2 separate regions of the Mus musculus genome follow, and region 1 is linked to region 2. A link is a contact called in public HiChIP or PLAC-seq data. All regions are on one chromosome and are shown on one strand. The core of a region is the stretch at or near the end of the contact, and the rest is flanking DNA. Distances in the headings are between cores, read along the strand shown.

Region 1 (4,090 bases), core at 1,532-4,031, 390 kb after region 2:
CAGGCGGATTTCTGAGTTCGAGGCTAGCCTGGTCTACAGAGTGAGTTCCAGGACAGCCAGGGCTATACAAAGAAACCCAGTCTCAAAAAAAGATAATTTATGTTCTCTTTATAGATCAACTTGCACATAAGGAAAGGAATGAAGACGAGTAAACGCTGGCCAATGCTGCTTCTCTCCTGAGTGGCTGGTACAGGCGCTGGTGTTTTGGGGCCAGTTATGTAGTTCTTATCATTTACATGTAACCAGTCATCCAGTGGTTAATCTCTTCATGTCTAAAGCAGGCTAATAATACAGTTTGCATCACAGCTTCCTCAAAGGGAAACTCCAATAGGACCCTTGACAAAGGAAAGGAAAAATTTCAGGACCGACTGTCTAAATAAAGAAGCATAGGAGCATCCCAAAAAGCTGAGATGGGTCTGGAGATGACCCAGCAGCTAAGTGCCCTTGCTCTGAAATCATGAACGTTCAGAGTTCAAATCCCGGCACCCACACAAGAAGTCTGACTTCACTGTATCAACTTGTAACCTAGTTGGGGTTTGCTGGTGTGCAGCAGGTAGTGGGTAGTGAGCCCTAGCAAGTTGTGCACCTCAGGAAGAGGGAGAGACTGCCACAGAGGAACAGGCAGAGAATAAAACAGCACACAATGTGCCTTCTTCTGGCTTCAAGATCAACACTGCCAGACGAACTATGCCTCCAACCTTCCCCCCCACTTTTTTCCAAACATGGTCTCAGGTAGCCCGTGCTGACCTCACCCTCACTCTGTAACAAAGGGTGGCCTCCGTTTCCCGGTCTCCCTTGTCTCTACCTTCCAAGTGTTGAGACCAAGGGCATGCCTCACCATACCCAACTTATTTTGTTATTAGTTTAGAATTTTTTATTTTAATTTGGGGGTATATGAGTATTCGAACACGTGTATAATCAAATGTGTACCTGTTTCTGAAGAGACCAGAAAGAGCATCAGACCCCCTGGCACTGGAGGGCTAGAGTTACAGACAGTTGTGAGATGCCACGAGGGTTCTGGGAACCAAACCTAGGTCCTCGCTGCCGAGTCATCTCCAGCATCCCATCCCCCACCACTTCCCAGCTTGGGTTTTGGTTTTGGTTTGAGCTAACCGTAGTATGTGAACTATTTACTGACTTTAGAAAAAGCAAATTTTTGCTGCCCGAGGTTGAGGGCAAATTAAATAAATTAAGAAGTAAAAAATCAGCCATGATAGCAGCCTGTGCTGCTGAGCATTCCTAGGGTTAAAGTAAAAGGAGATTTTGTTTCCTGCTCGGTTTAACCTGTGCAGATCTGTGTGCAAGACCTGGAATCTGAGGACCTTAAAGGTCGAGGCGTACCACAGTCTAGGCTGCAGACAGCCTTACTTTGGAGTCAGTGTGTTTTTATGCACACATGAAACACAGCAAGCAGTGATCCAAGGAAGGGTTTGAGTTCAGGAAAAAAACAACACATAAATAAACATCAGTAAGCACATACTGAATACTGACAGAGCAGCCCTATCCCAGAACTTCGTCAGGACAGACCCACGGAAGCACAGTTGCCTGGACGTACTATAGATTCTATCTGGGAAAGCATGGAAGCAAGGCAGAAGGCCGTATCAGATTCAGGGTTCGCTGACCAGGCTGGGTTCTACCGTATGATCTGACATCCATCAAGAATAAATTGAAATTTGAATGCCAATGTTTGTTGCAGGAGGCACAAAATCATGTCTGAGAACAATTCAGGGAACAAAGTGCCCTCTGCCTTTTCTCCTGGAGCCTCGCTCACAGTTCCCCACAGCACTGCTCACGATGGTAGTCCTTTGACGTGGCAACAATCCTTCCTGCAATGAGCACCTGTGACTGTTTCCTGGTAAGCCTAGACCAACGATGACGAAGCAGCCAAGAAGCTAGTGTTCTGGCCTAGTTTCATCTCTGTCATGGTCTGTTTGTCATGTCTCGTGCCTTTGGGTATGAGTGGATCCCAGGGTGATCTCCTGTGGGAAGCCACAAACGCCATTACAAGATGGCGCTGGCTACCACTGGCCACCACCCATGATTATGGGTAAACAACCAATGTGCGCACGTGCATAAGAGTTTTTTGCCTAGTCACTGCCTGGCCCGACGCATATTAATGAGGTACTGGTAGCATAACCAATCAGGTATGGACACGTCACTCCTAGGCCTATATAAGCAGCGCCATTTCTGGGGCTCGGGGTCTTTCGCCTACGCCGTCCATGCTCTCCCAATAAACGTGTTGTAGAAGGATCCTGTTGTGGCGTCTCACTTGCTGGCAAGTCAGGCGTCCCACAATCTCCTCTTTACTACTTAATTTATTGATTATTCAGTGTTAGGGATCAGAACTAGAACTCCACAGAAAGTAAATACTTTAACCTGCTCTACACTCCTCTCTCTCTCTCTCTCTCTCTCTCTCTCTCGGGAGGGTGGCAAGACAGGATTTCTCTATGTAACAGAGCCCTGATTTTTCTGGACTGACTCACTTGTAGACCAGGCTAGCCTCGAGCTCACAGAGATCTGCCTGTCTCTGCCTCCTGAGTGCTGTAACTAAAGGCATGCACTGCCACCAACGCCTCTGCCACCACCACCACCACCACCACTTAGCTTGAGTTCTCAAAGGATCCTGATGGCAGGAAAGAGAAAGAAGGGGGAGGGGCAACTGTGTCCAAAAGATCCAATTAGTTCAGGGCCACAGGAGTGACTTCTCAGTACAGTGTACAACCGTTACCGTATGTGTGAGCCAGAGGTAAGGTGGATGTCTAATGGTAGGCTGGGCCCTGACTTGGGGCTGGAGTGTCTGTTCCCATGGGTCAAAGGTTGAGCCCTTTCCTAGGAATCACGTATTTACTCTTTGACTCATCCAGCAAATATCTCATTCCTTGAAGCTACAGATATTTATTGAGCATCTACTATGTTCTAGTATAGGCACTGAGGATGTAGCAGGGACCAGACACATGAGAAGTAACACAGACGGATGAAATAGTCAGTAGATTAGACAGTGCTAAGGAGAAAAACCAAGTCTAGAGGAGGGTAGCAGACGCAAGCCTTCATCCTACGAAAAGCATCTCAGATAAGCAAATTGACACTGCAGTGAACACCCAGTTAAGGAACTGAGGATTGAGTCATGCAGGAGTCTGGGGAAATATTTGTTGAGGTCCCAAAGAATTTCTACCTCTGTGGGCAGGTGGGGGGTGGGGGGTGGGGAGAGGAGGCTGGGCCCTGGCAAAATTCCAGCCAAAGGCCACCAGAGGAAGGAACACCTAAGCTAGGTTTCCATTGCACAAGGGCACTGTTAAGTGTGTCGATCCTGTGTTAGGAACAAAAGCCGAGGGTCTTCACAAACTATGCCCAGGAAATGGGAGACGTTTTGTGTCAGGATCATTTTTCAGCTTCATGGTTTTTTTTTTCTTTTTCCAGAAGACTATTTTTATAAATTACTGATCATAGCATAATCTGAGCCCTTAGCAACCGTCTGGTGTTCATGGTTTCCAAATGTGGTGAGAAAAAGAATCCTCTGAACTGCTTGGATGAAGGATACTGACTTCAGCCTGCCCCGGTGGCACACGCCTGTCATCCTAGCTACTGAGGATGCCAGGGAGGGAGGTGGTAAGATAAAGGCTCACCTGGACAACTATGTGGAGAGACTCTTTCAGTGAATAACTATAAAATGTTTGTCAGAGTACTTGACTAGGCAAGCATGCAGACTCAGATCAAGTGAGTCTGCAGTACCAAAGTGAAAAAAGACCCTATAGACTCCACCTCAGCCTTGGTCAAAGTTCCAGCCCTTGGCGGGAGGTGGGGGGAAGGGGTGGGCTGAGGCAGGAAGATAGTGAGTTCTAAACCATCCTGAGATAGACTCTGTCTGCAAAGACTAGACCAAACTAAACAAACCTGGATTCTAGCCATCACCCCAGCCCTGTCCCCAGAGGGCTCTGGATTCTGGCTGTCACCCAGCCCTGCCCCCAGAGGGCTCTGGGGTCTGCATGTTTAGCCAGCACCCTAGGTGACTCCACTCCAGGCTGTTTGGGAGGCTCAGAGAGTGTTTACAAACAAGGGAAAGGAGGCCTGGTGAGAGGCATGTCTTGCCCAA
Region 2 (3,676 bases), core at 87-2,586:
TCCAGAGGCCACGGGATGAGCAGAGGCTCCAAGTCTTGACCGCAGTACCTTGGTGAAATCACTTCTGAACCCAGAGAGGTTCTCATCAATAATCTATAAAACAAAAGTCATCTCAGTGGGCATCTGGGCGATTGAATATGCTAATCTATGTAAAAGACTTAGAGCAAGGTCTGGCCCCAGAAGCTTTCAATAAACTCGCTCCGTTATTAATAGGATTGCTCCAACTGGAGCGTTCCAGGTCTCTCTGGCTGACCTCCTCTCCTCTACAGGAGGTTTGTGAATTGACTTCCAACACCTCCCTGTGTTTTTTCTCTCTCCATCTTCTTTGCCCGCCTTCTCTTCTCCTCCTCCTCCTCCTCCCAAGCCTGACGTGCCATTGAATCTGTTTAATTCACCCAAGGCTCAGAGCCCCAGATCCCTGAATGTGACAGATTGAGGGGGTGGGCTAAGAGTGGAGAATGGCAGAGTTGGTGTAAGAGGACTTAAATAGACTTGCACATGCTCCCCTTTCAAAGCAGCAGATTCTGCCCCACTGTGGGGCAGCTTTTGTTTTGCCTTTCCTTGAGTAAGTGGGTAGATGTTTTTCTCTGTTTCTTCTCAGCAGGGTGCCGTGTGTGTGTGTGTGTGTGTGTGTGTGTGTGTGTGTGTGCATGCATGCATGCTCCATGCATGCATGTGGCTTTGCATACATGTTCTGGTGTGATCTTAGAACCCCAGTGCCTGATAGGTGGCAAGCACTCGAAGGGCTAGCTAATGAAGGAAGCCTTTTAAAACCCCCGGTTCCTTCTCTGTGGCTCTGTTACCCATCCTTGCTTGCTTCTGGCATCCCTCTTCCACTGTGTAGGAACGAGGTTTCAGCACAAGGTTCCAACACAGTGAATGCTGGGGCCTGAGCATTGAGACGAAGCTGAGCACACCTCCAGAGATGGAAACGGTGTCCTGGAGATCAGCGGTTCTCAACCGGTGGGTTGAAAGACTTTCCCAAGGGTGGCATATCAGATATTTACATTACAGTTCATCACAGTAGCAAAATTACAGTTACGAAGTAGCAACAAAAATCATTTCATGATTGCGGGTCACCACAACATGAAGAACTGTATTAAGGGGTTGTGGCATTGGGAATGTTGAGAACTGCTACTGTAGGGTTTGAGTTAAGGGCTGATAAGAAACCCATTCCACTTTCTGAAGGCTGAAATCATAGAGGCTGAGCTCTCTTCACTTGGCCATGGTGCATCAGAGGACCCAGGCTCAGTTCTTATCCCACTGTTTACTGAGTAGATCTCACTCTGACCAAACCCTAGCTCCCTCTCGGATGGAGCAGAGCCACAGGTTACACCCCCAGTCAGTCTGACAGTGAGTGGGTGCCTCTTCAAGCTGAAAGCCAGGAGAATATGGGGCACAGGAACTGAGACTCTCCAGATATCAGAGAGAGAGAGAGACAGACAGACAGACAGACAGACAGACAGACAGACAGAGACACAGAGAGAGACAGAGAGAGAAGGAGGGACAGGAGGAAGAACGGAAGACTCTCTCAGACTCTGTCAGACCTGGTGGGACATGGTGGTGGGTGGAGGCTGGAAGGGGAGGCAGCCATTTACCGGCACAATCAACAAACAAGGGCTGAGAACACAAAGCCAGGCATTGTGCAAACTCTGAGGAAGTAAAAAGGAATTCTTATTTATAATTTACACCCCACCTACTTCCAAAGAGAATTTTAAAGGTGACTCACAGTGAAAACCACATATGAAGCAAGATCACTGAGTTAAAAATTGAAAAGCCAATCCGTGAGGAGAAAGAGAGGAAGTCTGTATTACTTAGTCACCACATGCCAAGGTCCTTCTGCCCAATGGCTCCGGTTTACAGAAGGGGGCGACAGGAGCCAGGAGGCGTGGCCAAAGCCAAGAGAAAGACAGGCCACTCAGGTCCCTAGGGGCTATCATATTTTAGAGAGCATGAAAACATTTCAAATTTTCCTTTAAAACTAGAATTTAACAGAACAATTAAGTTAAAGAAAATGGATTAATATCTAATATCAGTGGACTGGTCTTTACGCTAACAAAATCATATTTAATTTGGGGGTGGAAAAGAGGCTCACAAGAGTCAAATCTGAGATCCCCAAAGCATGTAGTGAAGCCTGGGGTACACACTCAGGCCCATAACCTGCGCTGGGACACTTGTCACTAGATCTTCAGCTGGAACATCACCACAATGAGTGGGGATTCACAGAGATATGCAGGGGACACAATCACTTTCTGTACGGTGTGACTGGAGCAGAAATGTGCTTTGGATTTCAGATTTACTCCTGTAGCTAATCTATCCTTAGCAGCTCTACTAGGTAGAGCAGGGGAAAGGAACCCTTGTTATCCAAGTTGGCAAACTTCTGACTTGCTTTAGTAATAGAAAATGGTCATTCGTAGGTGACTCGTGGGTACAGGTAAATCCCAGTCTTTTGAATTCCCCTTGTGCCCCACATTGGCAAATGATTCTGTTTTCCCAGAAGCATGGGGAGGCTGTCTGGGTTCTCCATGTATCCTGAATCCTTACTGTCTTCAACAAGTGAAGCCTGCTCCAGCACACCTATGGATTCACCTCAGATGTCACTGTCACCATCATACGTCTTTATTCTTCAACACGCCCTCACTTGCCTGGCTGTGCCCTGGCATACTAGAGAGCAGTGTGGTAGAGTTGACAATGGAAGTGGCAGGGAAGAGCGTAGGCCTGACTCCACCTAGTCTCTCCCCCTTCCCTATTCCCACAGACCACAATGATGGAAATGTCAAGTGTCCCCATCTCAAAATCTATTCAGTCAGGCTCACACTTTACATGTTAGATGGGATTCCTTTCTTCCCTTGACAATAGCTTGCTTTCCATCAGAGAAGCAAGCATTGCTTTCATGAACAAAACCCAGAAGAACAATATTTATAGGCTGTGGGAGCCTATCTAATAACCATCGTAGGATATCCTAGGAAATGTGACCCCACACAGACAGGTTCAGCAGGAGCATCCACTTATGCTGATTTCAAATTACAGAATAAATATAGTCCATGTCCTTATATGAGGAACACTATACAATACAAACACTGTCTTCAACACTCAACATACATTCTTCCAATAGCTGTTTGTCACATCAGCAACCAAGAAAAGCATTGGGCATTCTCTGCTGAAGGAAGGCAAGTGCTGGCGAGCCTAGTGGTGCCATAGCTGGTGTTCTGAAACCTAAACATAACTTGGACAGCCTTGCAAAAACAGAATAGCCCAGTGGGCACGACGTCTTTCAGGCAGGTTTAGATATAGAAGCAAAGCTACTGTTGGTCTCTCCGACCCTTAGGGAGTTCAAAGAGCATTGTATTAAAAAGGAGAGGGCAGAGCCAATCTCCCTGTTATTTCAGTTCTTAGGAAGATTAGTCATGGTCCAAAATGTGAACCAGAAATGATTTGAGAGTTTGGGAAGGAAATGACTCAACCAGTATAAAATGTTACAAAATAATCAATCAGTCAGACCTCACATTCTCCTACATTTAGGCACAGAAATGCAACTATCAAAAGACTAGATATAAACTACCATTCTTATCCTAGACTAGGAAAATCTATGTAGCTAAGAGCAGCTGCCTTAAACAGAAAGGTGATCATGAAGAAAATACAAGAGCTTTGCCTTGGGAAGGACTCCTGGGGTCAT

The links. HiChIP or PLAC-seq counts read pairs in DNA pulled down with a chosen protein or histone mark.
Region 1: a contact with region 2 is called in a FOXA1 HiChIP or PLAC-seq map of pancreatic cancer cells. The contact joins two enhancer-like sites. A contact is called at or near these places in 1 of 15 datasets of contacts at CTCF or cohesin (the NIH/3T3 cell line), 2 of 484 Hi-C or Micro-C datasets (adipose-derived mesenchymal stem cells and cortical neurons), 3 of 115 datasets of contacts at active chromatin or transcription factors (embryonic stem cells, fibro-adipogenic progenitors and pancreatic cancer cells) and 1 of 9 other capture datasets (embryonic stem cells).

The regions. Positions count from the first base shown.
Region 1 is chr17:87,560,065-87,564,154 of GRCm38.p6, forward strand. All of the region lies in intron 1 of Gm46587 (a long non-coding RNA gene), which reads right to left. Among named protein-coding and RNA genes, the nearest start is that of Gm46587, 8.6 kb to the right of the region's middle. Within about 2 kb of position 2,782, at least 31 of the 459 cell types and tissues checked have an H3K27ac peak or open chromatin away from gene starts, as enhancers often do. A contact at or near this core is called in pancreatic cancer cells, where this site is marked.
Region 2 is chr17:87,168,810-87,172,485 of GRCm38.p6, forward strand. No RefSeq gene overlaps it. Among named protein-coding and RNA genes, the nearest start is that of C330024C12Rik, 24 kb to the right of the region's middle. Within about 2 kb of position 1,337, at least 94 of the 459 cell types and tissues checked have an H3K27ac peak or open chromatin away from gene starts, as enhancers often do. A contact at or near this core is called in pancreatic cancer cells, where this site is marked.